2 separate regions of the Mus musculus genome follow, and region 1 is linked to region 2. The links are chromatin contacts, called in public Hi-C maps. All regions are on one chromosome and are shown on one strand. The core of a region is the stretch at or near the end of the contact, and the rest is flanking DNA. Distances in the headings are between cores, read along the strand shown. Region 1 has its middle 36 kb from the start of Gm34335. Region 2 overlaps Pdzrn3 (PDZ domain containing RING finger 3).

What was found. A called contact is a pair of places that touch in the nucleus more often than the background predicts.
Region 1: a contact with region 2 is called in a Hi-C map of uterus, with 2.0 times the contacts expected there. The contact joins two enhancer-like sites. A contact is called at or near these places in 7 of 484 Hi-C or Micro-C datasets (cerebral cortex, myocytes, nephron progenitors and 2 more) and 4 of 115 datasets of contacts at active chromatin or transcription factors (astrocytes and embryonic stem cells).

The regions. Positions count from the first base shown.
Region 1 is chr6:101,480,458-101,486,152 of GRCm38.p6, reverse strand. No RefSeq gene overlaps it. Among named protein-coding and RNA genes, the nearest start is that of Gm34335, 36 kb to the left of the region's middle. Within about 2 kb of position 3,427, at least 68 of the 459 cell types and tissues checked have an H3K27ac peak or open chromatin away from gene starts, as enhancers often do. A contact at or near this core is called in uterus, where this site is marked.
Region 2 is chr6:101,275,051-101,280,803 of GRCm38.p6, reverse strand. All of the region lies in intron 3 of Pdzrn3 (PDZ domain containing RING finger 3), which reads left to right. The region is part of intron 1 of Gm33934 (predicted gene, 33934); the gene reads right to left. Among named protein-coding and RNA genes, the nearest start is that of Gm33934, 6.0 kb to the right of the region's middle. Within about 2 kb of position 2,398, at least 20 of the 459 cell types and tissues checked have an H3K27ac peak or open chromatin away from gene starts, as enhancers often do. A contact at or near this core is called in uterus, where this site is marked.

The DNA.
Region 1 (5,695 bases), core at 2,178-4,677, 200 kb before region 2:
GTTGGCAATCCTAAGTGCCCCGTAACTGTTAGAGAGGTAGGTGAGTGGATGACGTCTGCATATGAACATAGAGCACATTCCTCAAACAAATCTGTATCTTTCGTGATGTTATGATGAAATTCCTAAAAGTTTAGTTAGCCTCACAAAGTTAGTGTGCATTGTTGATATCAAGCTATAAAACACGGGATGAATAATACATAGCTACACAAACACATTAATATTAGCTGTACAATACCCAGGAGCTGTCCATACAAAAACTGTCTGCCAAAAGGTAGGCTCATATGCAGGGATCCATCCCATAATCAGCTTCCAAATGCTGACACCATTGCATACACTAGCAAGATTTTGCTGAAAGGACCCAGATATAGCTCTCTCTTGTGAGACTATGCCGGGGCCTAGCAAACACAGAAGTGGATGCTCACAGTCAGCTATTGGATGGGTCACACGGCCCCCAATGGAGGAGCTAGAGAAATTACCCAAGGAGCTAAAGGGAACTGCAACCCTATAGGTGGAACAACAATATGAACTAAGCAGTACCCGGGAGCTCTTGACTCTAGCTGCATATGTATCAAAAGATGGCCTAGTTGGCCATCACTGCAAAGAGAGGCCCATTGGACTTGCAAACTTTATATGCCCCAGTACAGGGGAACACCAGGGCCAAAAAGGGGGAGTGGGTGGGTAGGGGATTGGGGGGTTGGGTATGGGGACCTTTGGGATAGCATTGAAAATGTAAACGAGGAAAATACCTAATTTTAAAAAAAAAAAAAAAAAGGTAGGCTCAAAGCCATAATGTAAAAAAAAAAAAAAAAGCAGTTGGGACCCAGTCAGCTTGACTTTCTGAGTAAGAGCATCTCTAAGCAGAAGTCACCTCAGGGTGGCCATGAATGACACGGGACAGCCGGCCTGAGGATGACCACCAAGATTAGCTAGGTCAAGACATCAGGCAGCCCAAGCAGCCATGGCAGGCCCAGCAGATGCGGAGGCCTGATCGAGTGTCACCTCCCCTCATCTCCATCTGTTTGTTCGGCTGACCCCAGAGCTGGCCCCAGCTTTCTTTCAGGGCCCTCAGGCAGCTGGGACCTGAGGAAAATGAGTGTCATGAGAGGGTGTTTGGCAACTGTGTGTCTGATGTGTGCTCATAAGTCATGGCGGTGAGGCAGTGAGGTGTCAGCTTACCATTTCTGCATGCTTCCTCTCCACACAGCTCACCGTTGCCAGAGAGAGAGAGAGAGAGAGAGAGAGAGAGAGAGAGAGAGAGAGAGAGAGAGAGAGAGAGAGGAGGTGGGTGGTAGAAATCTCCACACCAGCTATTTAGGGAATGAAGTCTGTCTGCTCTGAGCCTTCACATCTTCCCTTATTCACCAGACTGAGAAAGGGGGGGAGGGTCTCGGTGGCCTCTGGACTATAAGTGCAAGCTTCAAACTAATCCTGGAATGTCTGACTCCTTGAATCCGAATAGCAGCTTGGCCAGTACCCAGCTATATGACCTCGGGGAAGTTGCTCAACTTCTGTGAACCTCAGTGTTCTCTTCTGGAAAATTATGCTGAAAACATTCAAAGATTTAATGGCATAATCTTATTGAGAGCCCGAGCACAGAGCCTACAGCGTAACAACATATCAGTATGACAACTGTTGCCGTTATTCAAATGTATACCCCAGAGACACTCATAGGCATGTCAGAGTTTTGCCCAGAGGATTTAGTATTCTTTAAGGAGAGAAAGGGTTGTGGTTTTTATTTGACATATAACTTTTGCCAAACTCCTGTAAAAAAAAAAAAAAAAAAAGAACCCAACCCAAATGGTGGGCCCGGAATGCCCACCTCTGGGTGCTCATACACCCATTGTCACACAGATGTCTACTGAAAATATCAAGTTCACAGCCTCATGAAAGAAGCAGGTAATAAGAAATCAAGATGAGGCTGAGGAGTCTTTGAGAAGACTACACACTGGATCTGGAAATTATCACTGAGATTCACAACTCATTTAATGCAGAGAACAACTGACCCTGTGATACCTAGTCCCAGCTGATATGTGTACTGTGTACAGCACAACCCCCACTCCTAAGGCTCCGGGAAGAGAGTAAAGTGGCGATAAAAAGGTGTGTGTGTGTGTGTGTGTGTGTGTGTGTGTGTGTGTGTGTGTGTGTGTGTGTTTGCGCGTGAACACGTGCACACACTTATCTGTCTGTCTGTGTTCATGTATGTGAACATGTGCCCATGAACATTTTCAGGGGCCAAATGTCAATATCAGGTATCTTCATTAATCACTTTCCACTTTATATTTTGAGACAAGTTCTCTCCCTGAACCTAGAGCTGGCCAATTCGACTGACCTTCCTCACCAGCAGCCTCCCTGGACCCTCCTCTCTCTGTCCCCCGAGCTCTGAGATGGCAAACATGCACCTCCAGCCCATCTCACTTTTATAGGAGTGCTGGGAATCAAAAATGTAGGTCCTCATGGCTGTGCCCCAAGTGCTTTACCAACTGAGCATCTCTTAGGCTCCATTTCTCTTTAGCTTCAATGTTAACTCTGATCGATTGCTAATGGCTGCCTAAAGTTGAAAAGAGCAATATACTTGGCAGTGTCCATCACAATCATGGGTACATGTCCATCGGTCACTAAGATGGCCTTCGGTTCTTTCTGAAGCTACCCATGGCCTTCATTAGAACTCCTCTCTCTTGAGCTCTCTATATGACACTGCTATGAGTTACTTTCTCCTTTTGAAGGAAGCACTCCCGTTCTCAGATGGAAAAAAGGCAAAACAGCCTTCTGCCACCAAAGATGTATCTCCTTTCAGCCTTCCTCTGATTCACTGTCTTGAATCTGGGTCATCTCTCCCCACCCACCAGCAACCTCAGCTGAAGTAGCTGCTCTCCATAGCACTTCAGCATTTCATATCCTCGGGACCTGCTTTCTTTCTAGTTCAGAATGTCTTTGGTGTTGGGGGTGGGAAAGGCAAACCTCTCCTCCAGCAATTTCTTCTTCTAATGTGTTTCCTCCCCCATGTCAAAGTCTGTTGGAAACACAGAAACCTCAGCTCGCTGGGGGTTAGCCACATATCTAAGTACATCCATCACTTCTTCCAACCCTGGTTTTTATCAAGATGAACTCCTCTGCCAGGGCACAAGAAGCATATCTCACCATGTAGCTGGCATGATCAATAGCACTGTGCCCTTTCATGGGCCACCGTAGGCATTTTGTTTTCCACACTGTAAGCCCTTCAGGATGTCTGCTTTGCAGCTGACGTGTTGGCAGAGCCTTCAGGCTCCTTTCTTAACTGCGGCTCGATCGGGTCCAGTTCAAGGAAAACTTATTGAGTAAAAACAAAATCTGTGCACAGCATGCTGCTGGCCGCAGGTTCTGCAGCAAAGGAAATTCCATTGCAGGGGAATGTCAGCCAGCCCCAGATGATCCAACTTTCTAGCCCTCTGCAAGCAGCCAGAAAGCTGAGCTGACACATGGATCCCAGCAAGCTCACTGCAGCAGGATAGACTGGCAGGATTTACCTCCTCAGCTTTTGCCTCAGTCAGAAAAAAAATTACCAGAACCATTCAGACTAAAGGAGAATGGTGAAAAGTGAAGAAGAGGGGGAGAAAGTGTCTTGTTTAAAATGTTGGTTCCCAGGCACTGACCAGCTCCTAAGAGGATCATCCCTGAGGGCAGATCCTGTGTGTGTGTGTGTGTGTGTGTGTGTGTGTGTGTGTGTGTGTGTGTTTTGTTTTATAAAAATATAAGGAGAAAAGGAATATGTTTCGTGGATGTTTAATCAGGTGTGGGGGAAGGGGATATCTCTGCAGGGGCCCATGCTGAGGCATCCCTTCCCCCTGAGGGACCAGCCACATGGTATAATATAGAATAGAGTTTATTCAGTGCATGGGGAAGGGAGTTGAGAGAGAAGTAGAGAGAGAGGATGGAGAGGGAGGGAGAGAGAGAGAGAGAGAGAGAGAGAGAGAGAGAGAGAGAGAGAGAGAGAGAGAGAGAGAAGAGGGGTAGCGGCCAGCCAAGAGCATGTAGAAAGAGAGAGCAGGGGGAATGGAGAGGGGGGAGCAGGAAGAAGAGGACAAAGCAAGAACAAGAAACCAAAAGAGAGAGAAGGGGGCAATCAGCCCCTTTTATAGTGAGCCAGGCATACCTGGCTGTTGCCATGTAACTGTGGGGAAGAACCTTGACAAAATGCCAACATTTTGTGTGTGTGTGTATGTGTGTGTGTGTGTGTGTGTGTCTGTCTGTCTGTCTGTCTGTCTGTCTATTTGTATGTCTATGTTTGTTTGTGTGTCTATACCTGTGTGTGTGTGTGTCTGTCTGTCTGTCTGTCTATTTGTATGTCTATGTCTGTCTGTGTGTCTATGCCTCTGTGTATGTGTCTGTGTGTGTGTGTCTGTCTGTCTGTCTATTTGTATGTCTATGTCTGTCTGTGTGTCTATGCCTCTCTCTGTGTGTGTCTGCATTTGTGTAGCAGAAGACGTGTTCCTCAAACACTATCTACCTTATTATTTTTTGACAGGGTCTCTCACTGGCCAAGTAGTTTAGTCTGGCTGGCCAGTGATCCCTTGTGATACCCTTGTATCTGCCTGCCCAGTTTTTGAATCATAAGCATGCACCATCATGCCTTGCTTTTATAACATGGGTTCTGGGAATCAAACTGAGGTTCATATTCTTATAAGATAAGCAGTTTACCAACTTAACCACCTTTCTAACTCACTAGGATTCTGATTTTCACATACACTGTGCATAGTCATGCTGGAGTTCCCATGTATGCACGGAACTCTGCAAAAAATCGGGCCTTCTTCCCAGATCAGTGAAGAAACATACCGCTCCACGTGGAACATATGAAGGGTTCAGAGCACTGATTTCCCAGAGGCAGGAAACGGTTTTAGCTCTGACCCAACCCATGACAGCTGTTTTGTGGAGTTCCTGTGGCCCACATGTAGGCTGTATACCATCTATTTTCTCTATCTAGTTTTATGTTCTAAGATGGACAAAGTTGGCAGCCACATCTGCTGATAAGAGGCAATGGGCAAAACAGGCTTCAACAATATTGGAAACAGCCCTGGTTTGAGTCTGAGAAGGTTCTGGACTGCTTCTGGCCATTGACTATTGCTTGCCTTAGTGAGTGTGATTTCTTGTAAATAATGAACTCTACAAAAATATCAGAGAGAAGAAAGAAAGGAAGAGGAGAGAACAGGAGGGAAGAATAAAATAGGAGAAGAGAAAAGTACAGGATTATAAATCAAGATCTTGGAAATATTTGAAATTTTGTTCATGGCCAATAACTCTACAGCATTCCCTCTTCCTTTGTCCTTTCAGATCCTCAGATCATTCTGCTGTCTATTATAGATGGCCCATTTATCCTAAAAGAAGCTGAGCTTGCTCCAGCACGAAGCATCAAACCCAAGGAGTCCAGTTGGCTGCCGTTCTAGTAACTTCAGTGTGTAGCATCTCCCAGTATTATACAGAGATGAAATGCAGAGATCAAATAATTTACAGATGGCATAAAATTATCCATAATTCCATAGTTATACAAAAGGTAACTTACAGTTGCATCTAATAAAATCACATGATTTTTAGCTAAAACACCTAGACACAGCTTTCCTCAAGTATATAATATGTTAATATAATATAATTCTGTCCATGAAACCAATGCACATTTTAAGCTGGAGAACTATGAGTATGTGCCAGTCCTAAGCACTATTCACAC
Region 2 (5,753 bases), core at 1,149-3,648:
GTGCTCTGATCCATTTTCTTCCATCCCATTTCCCATGCTCCTTGGGGAAAAAAACGTGGGCTTTTTCTCCTGGCAAGGAATCACCACATATTTTATTTGCTACTTGATGCTTTTTATGTGTGAGTGTGCATTATGCCTATATATGAATACATATATGGATATATGAACATGTGTGAGCAGATGTTGTTATTGATAACTTTTAAAATAGCTTCATCTGTTTTTTGTTTGTTTGTTTGTTTGTTTTTGTTTTGTTTTTGTATAAAGCTCTTTGGGAATACCCTATCATGTCCCCTCTAAATAATAAGAATTCCTTCTCATCAGCTATCTCTACCTTTATTTTCTTGTCATATCTCATTAGCTAGGACATTGTGTGCTTTCCTGAGACCTACCTTTCATTTAGACGCATACCACTGAGGGTGTGAGTGAATTCATAGTTAACACTTGGGTCCCAAAGTAGCATGCTTCAAGTTATATCATTAACTATAAAAGCTGTGGCCTTACAGAAGTAATTCATCTCCGATGCAAATTCCAAAGAGCCTATCTTCCTTAGGTGGGTATCACCCTCCACAGACAGTGACAGCGTTCTGAGATGACAGTCAGTACATTTCTACAATACAGATACTTGCTCGATGCCGGATACCACATTAAGAGGTAAAGTTTCCGAGTAAAGCACCAGGCATTTGGTTTGAGATACTGTGTTGTGCCTCTGTGCTGACTGTGTGGGGGAGTACGGTATGGACATGACGCAGCCACAAATTTCTGTTCCCCTAGTTTTTACTAAGGAAGGGCTAACATCACCACCACCACTACCACCACCATCACCAAGTAACTCTATCCTGAGAAGGGAAAAATCTGTCCATCCAGTTGCAAGACTAAATGTAAAACTAGACAAAGAACCTGAATGAATAACAGGTCTCAGAAAACAAAAGAGGTCAGATTTCACCGAACTGTTTAATTCTCAAACTCTCTGAAAACTGGCCCTCCTGCAAAGTCCATTTTGTTGCTGCAGAGACTGAGGCTGAGGGGATAGAGAACGTTTTGGGCCTGGTTACAGGGTAGTGAGAAATCTGAGCCTTCCTGAATGTGCATTTAACTGTAGAACATGCTGGCATATCACTGTGGTGAGTTTAAAAGCCTCGCATTGATGTAGCAGTAATCGGAGTGTTTAAAGTTAAATCTAAACTGACTCTCCATCAGAGCGGGTGGCTGGGTGCATACCTCGTGAGTGCCTTGTTTGCTAGTCCTCTAGGCTGGCGATCAGTGTTTTCAGAAGGTCAGAGAGTGGACATTTCGGGTCGGGAGCTATTACTAGACTGTCACAGTTTCTTGGCTCTCCCAGCGAAGGAAAAAAAAAAGAGCCTTTGACAAAACTAAAAACAAGTGGGTGTGGCTGTGTTCCAATCAAAACTTTATTTCTGGAAAACAGAAATTTGAATTTCATAGACTTTCATACATCACAAAGTAGGATCATTTTGGTCACTTAAAAGCTCACAAGCCTCATTAAAAAAAAACCAAAATGGCCAGAAGGCCAGGTTTGACTCTTTAACCATAGATCTTAGTCCCTGCCCTCTGTGTATAAGTCTTAAATCTTAGAATGAATGTAGAGATGTGTATTTAGCCAATTCTTCAAGCTGCCCTTACTGGGGGGGGGGGGGGACATTTATTTTCCAAACCTGGGAGAGGCTTCTCCTGAATGGCAGCCCCAGCTAGAGAGTCGGGTTGGTTAATATCATCTTTGTCCTTAGCAGGTCTGATGAGGCGGCATAGGAGTAGCAGGATAGATTACTAGATGGTGTCCCCACAGCCTGGGAGATGTGTCAGTCTCACTAGGATCTGCGCCTCTCCCCGCTAGCGTCTTGCACAGGACTGAATATGTTTTGTAGAGATTGGTTTGTTTTTAGGTCATAGGGTGGAGGTCTTGATTCTGCTCTGCTGTGCTGGAGGCAACTCAGAGACCACAAAGCAGCGAGTGAGCCCAGCATCTTTTTCATCTGGCGCCATCTGACCACGCACCCCTCCCAAGTGCACATTTTGATCCTTGGAAGCTTGGCAAAGCTTTGGTCAGCTGATCTCTGCTTCTTAGAAATAAGAATTATTAGGCATGGGGAGTGGGGGAAGGACAGTCCGGGCTCTGGCTCTAAACTTGTTCAGAAGGCAAAAGTCTCATCCTTGGCTGAACAAGGCTAGAAGGAGGCGCAGCCGAGGTAGAGTCTACTCAGGAAGAAAATACGTTGACAGTGGGTCCCTGGAGCCTTCTCCCCTTGAGATGTGAGAAGTTCTCAATTCTTTCCTGCCAAGATCCCTCGTTTGATTCCCACAGCATCTCTAACTGGCTGCTGTCCCTTGAGGACACGCCTAGACTCAGGCTTTCTGCCAAAGCTGGAAGTATCACCACTTTGTGAAAATAGTCCCATGTCTTGCTACCCGTGCGAGGTGTGGGGCTGTACCTGGAACGCACTGAGCCTATGTCTAACGAAGAAGCAGAGCATGCTCAGGCCCCTTTTGATGTTTCCTCATCGTGGTCCCAAAAGTCAACACACCTCCCCATTCAGTACATATCCCTTTAAGATTCTGCTCTGCATTTCCCAGCAGGAAGCACCCCTTTGCTGGTTTCTCCTTCTCTTCCCAAGCATGGCCTTGTGCCCAAGCCCCCTTTTACAGCTTGCTGTGTTTCATTCAGGACTGTGGTTGCTTTCCTTACCATGGTAGTGCATGTCTATCTGCCTGAATGCTGATGCTACTCCTGTCTGTTCCTCTTTCTTTCCCATTTTCTGCCCAGAACTCCATCTCCAGTCCCCTGGCTGACCAGAGAGAATCCTGCAGAATAGGACGGAGGGAGGGAGGGAGGGAGGGAGAGAGGGAGGGGAGGGAGGGAGGGAGGGAGGGAGAGACAGAGAGACAGAGAGACAGAGAGACAGAGAGAGACAGAGAGAAAGAGAGACAGAGAGAGAGAGAGACAGAGAGAGAGAGAGAGGAAAATGAGGTTGGGATAGCTGCTCTCAGTGTTTCCCTGCCAAAATGCTTTTAGGATAACTGCAGGTAGAGAGGAAAGTTCACTACCCCTCTCAAAATGTATTCTGCAGGACACTTTAGCTCTCCTTTGTTTTTGTAATTATTAATATACAAGTTTTTGTTTTATTCAGAGATATAGTCTTATCGAAGTTGGATCCTCCTGCCTCAGCCTCCCTACTGTGAGAGCTTGGGACACTACGGGACACCATGGGACACCATGCTAGCTGCTTGCTCTCCACTGGATCAGTTTCTAATTGCTGGTACAGTTCCCATTCCGTTCTTCACAGCAATCCCCCTGCTCCCACTCTGCAAGGCAGTCTGACTGTATTTATGCCATCTACTCACTGTGGGGCCTACACTACACAGAGGCTGTGATCTGTGTGTGTTCACACAAAACTCTCACACTGAAAGCTGACAGTGTTCTCATACTAATTAGCAAATGGGACGTTTGTGGGGCGACGATGTTATAAGGGTGCTATCCTTATGAGAGAGGCCCAGAAAGCTGTCATGTAGCTTCTCTCGTGTGAAAACAGCAATAGGACACCTTCAGAAACCTGGGAGCAGTTCTTCCCAAGACACAGAAGCTGCTGGTGACTTGATCTTGGATTTGCCAGCTTCCAGAATAATAAGTATTGTTGTTGTTGTTGTTACAATAACTTGAATGGACTGAGGCCATAGATATATCTCTTTCCTCTCCTCCCCTTCCTCTTCAGGTTGTTCTAAGATATGGTAAAATACGTATAACATAAAATTTACCCTCTCCACCACTTTTCAAAATATTTTATTTAATTATGGGTATTGGAGGGTGGGGTATGTCCACAAGAGGCACCTACAGGAGACCAGAAAACAGTGTCAGACCCAAGAGCAAGAATTACAAGTGGTTGTGAGCCACCCAGTATGGGGGTTGGGCACCCAATTTGAGTCTTGCAAGAGCACGGGGGTTTCTTAACCTCTGTGCCATCTCCCAAGCTCCCTTAGCCATTTTCAGTATCCAGCTTGGGGCACATTAAAGACTTGGCTACTGTTGCACAACCATTGCCACTATCCGTTTTTGTAATATTTTGTAAACATCTCAAGCTGACTGTTTATCCATCAGGCATCAGATCCTTGTTCATCTCATGACCCTGCCGTGGCAAATGCCGTCGACTTTCTGTCTCTATAACTGCAACTCTATAATAGCAAACCTGAGCCACCCCCTTATTGGAATCGTAGTATTTGTAGCTTTTTGGCTGGCTTATTTGCACTCAGCATAACACCCTCTGTGCTCGGTCATGTTTCACTGTGTGTTAGCATCTCCTTCGTCCTGAAGGTTCAGTTGTACTCTCTCCTGTGATTCACCACACGTCATCTGTTCACTAACTGAGGAATGCTTGGATTGCTTCCACTACTTGAGGCAATTTTGAATAATGATGCTCAGAATGGGGTTATCAGATGTTTCTTCGAGACCCTCCTTGCAGTTTAGGAGGAGGTGCATTTCCGGAACACATAGTAATCCTCTCTTTATTTTTGAGGAAATGCTGTATCTTTTATCTTGCAGTATTTGTGTTGTTTGCTTTGACCAGAAAGACTCCTGCTCACGTTCACCTTATGTGGCAGTCTGCATCAAAGCGCCTTACCTTAGCCATGTGTGTGTGTGTGTGTGTGTGTGTGTGTGTGTGTGTGTGGTCAGCTGGTTTTGTCTTATCTCACTTTGTTACATACTTTTGATGCTGGCAGTATTTTAAGTGGAATATTATATTGCAGGCATGCTACGTCATTGGACTTGTGAAATCTGAAACTGTTTTCAGAGCAGATGTGTAAATTACAGCTATGGACTCAGTTAAGTGGTACACTGAGCATTTCGGCTGCCACACTTATAGACTCTACAAGTACCCTCTCACTCTCAAAGACTCTCCTTAGTATTTCACAGCCAGCCAGCCTATTTTAAAAACCTCTCAGTATCCTTTCAAGCTTAAAACTGTCTGTGGTTTTAAATTTGAAGACTTTTATTATCTAATATCTATCGGTTCATAAGTAAGTTATAGGTGTTGAGGGTATATTAGTAAGTTAGCATGTTGTGGCAGAGTTGTGACTTCTTTTCATGTGGGGAGGCCCTATTTGATGCATCATTAGTAAGGTAGATTATAAACTAAGAGAGACATTGATCTGTTTATTGTATCATAACTTTCCCTATTAGTCCCACATATGACTTATCTGATGAACTAATGACAAGTCTCATTTAAGAAGTACTCACTGCAGGCCAAGCACCTAATCTAAGGTTATAGTTACTACATTTATCACTTTTATAAATTCAAAAGGAAATAGAACCGTCCTCTTCATTTGCCAGGTATAGAAAATGAGAGTCAGAGATGTGAACTCAATTAGCCACAGTCACAGAGGTAGGAAATGAAAGATCCAGGTTTGACCCTGACACCTTCCCACTATGCCACCCTTGGGGTGTGCATCCATGCCCACACTACTGCCTCCAGTTATTTGGAGCCTTCACCCCATCCTCCCATGATCATGGAACTTGAAGAGTCAGCATAAATGGAGAGTCTCCCAAACCCGGCACAGCTATAGAAACAGCCCAGCCTAGCAACCTATGCCTGCCATTGTGTGGAGCTTTGTCTATGGGTTATAGGAAAACTCTGTGCCTAAATCCATAGACAAATGAACACAGCCTGCAGCAGATCAAGACCATAAATGGATTTGTAGCAGGCAGCTCTGGAAGGTTTGGGCAGGTGTCCAGAACACTGTGTCCT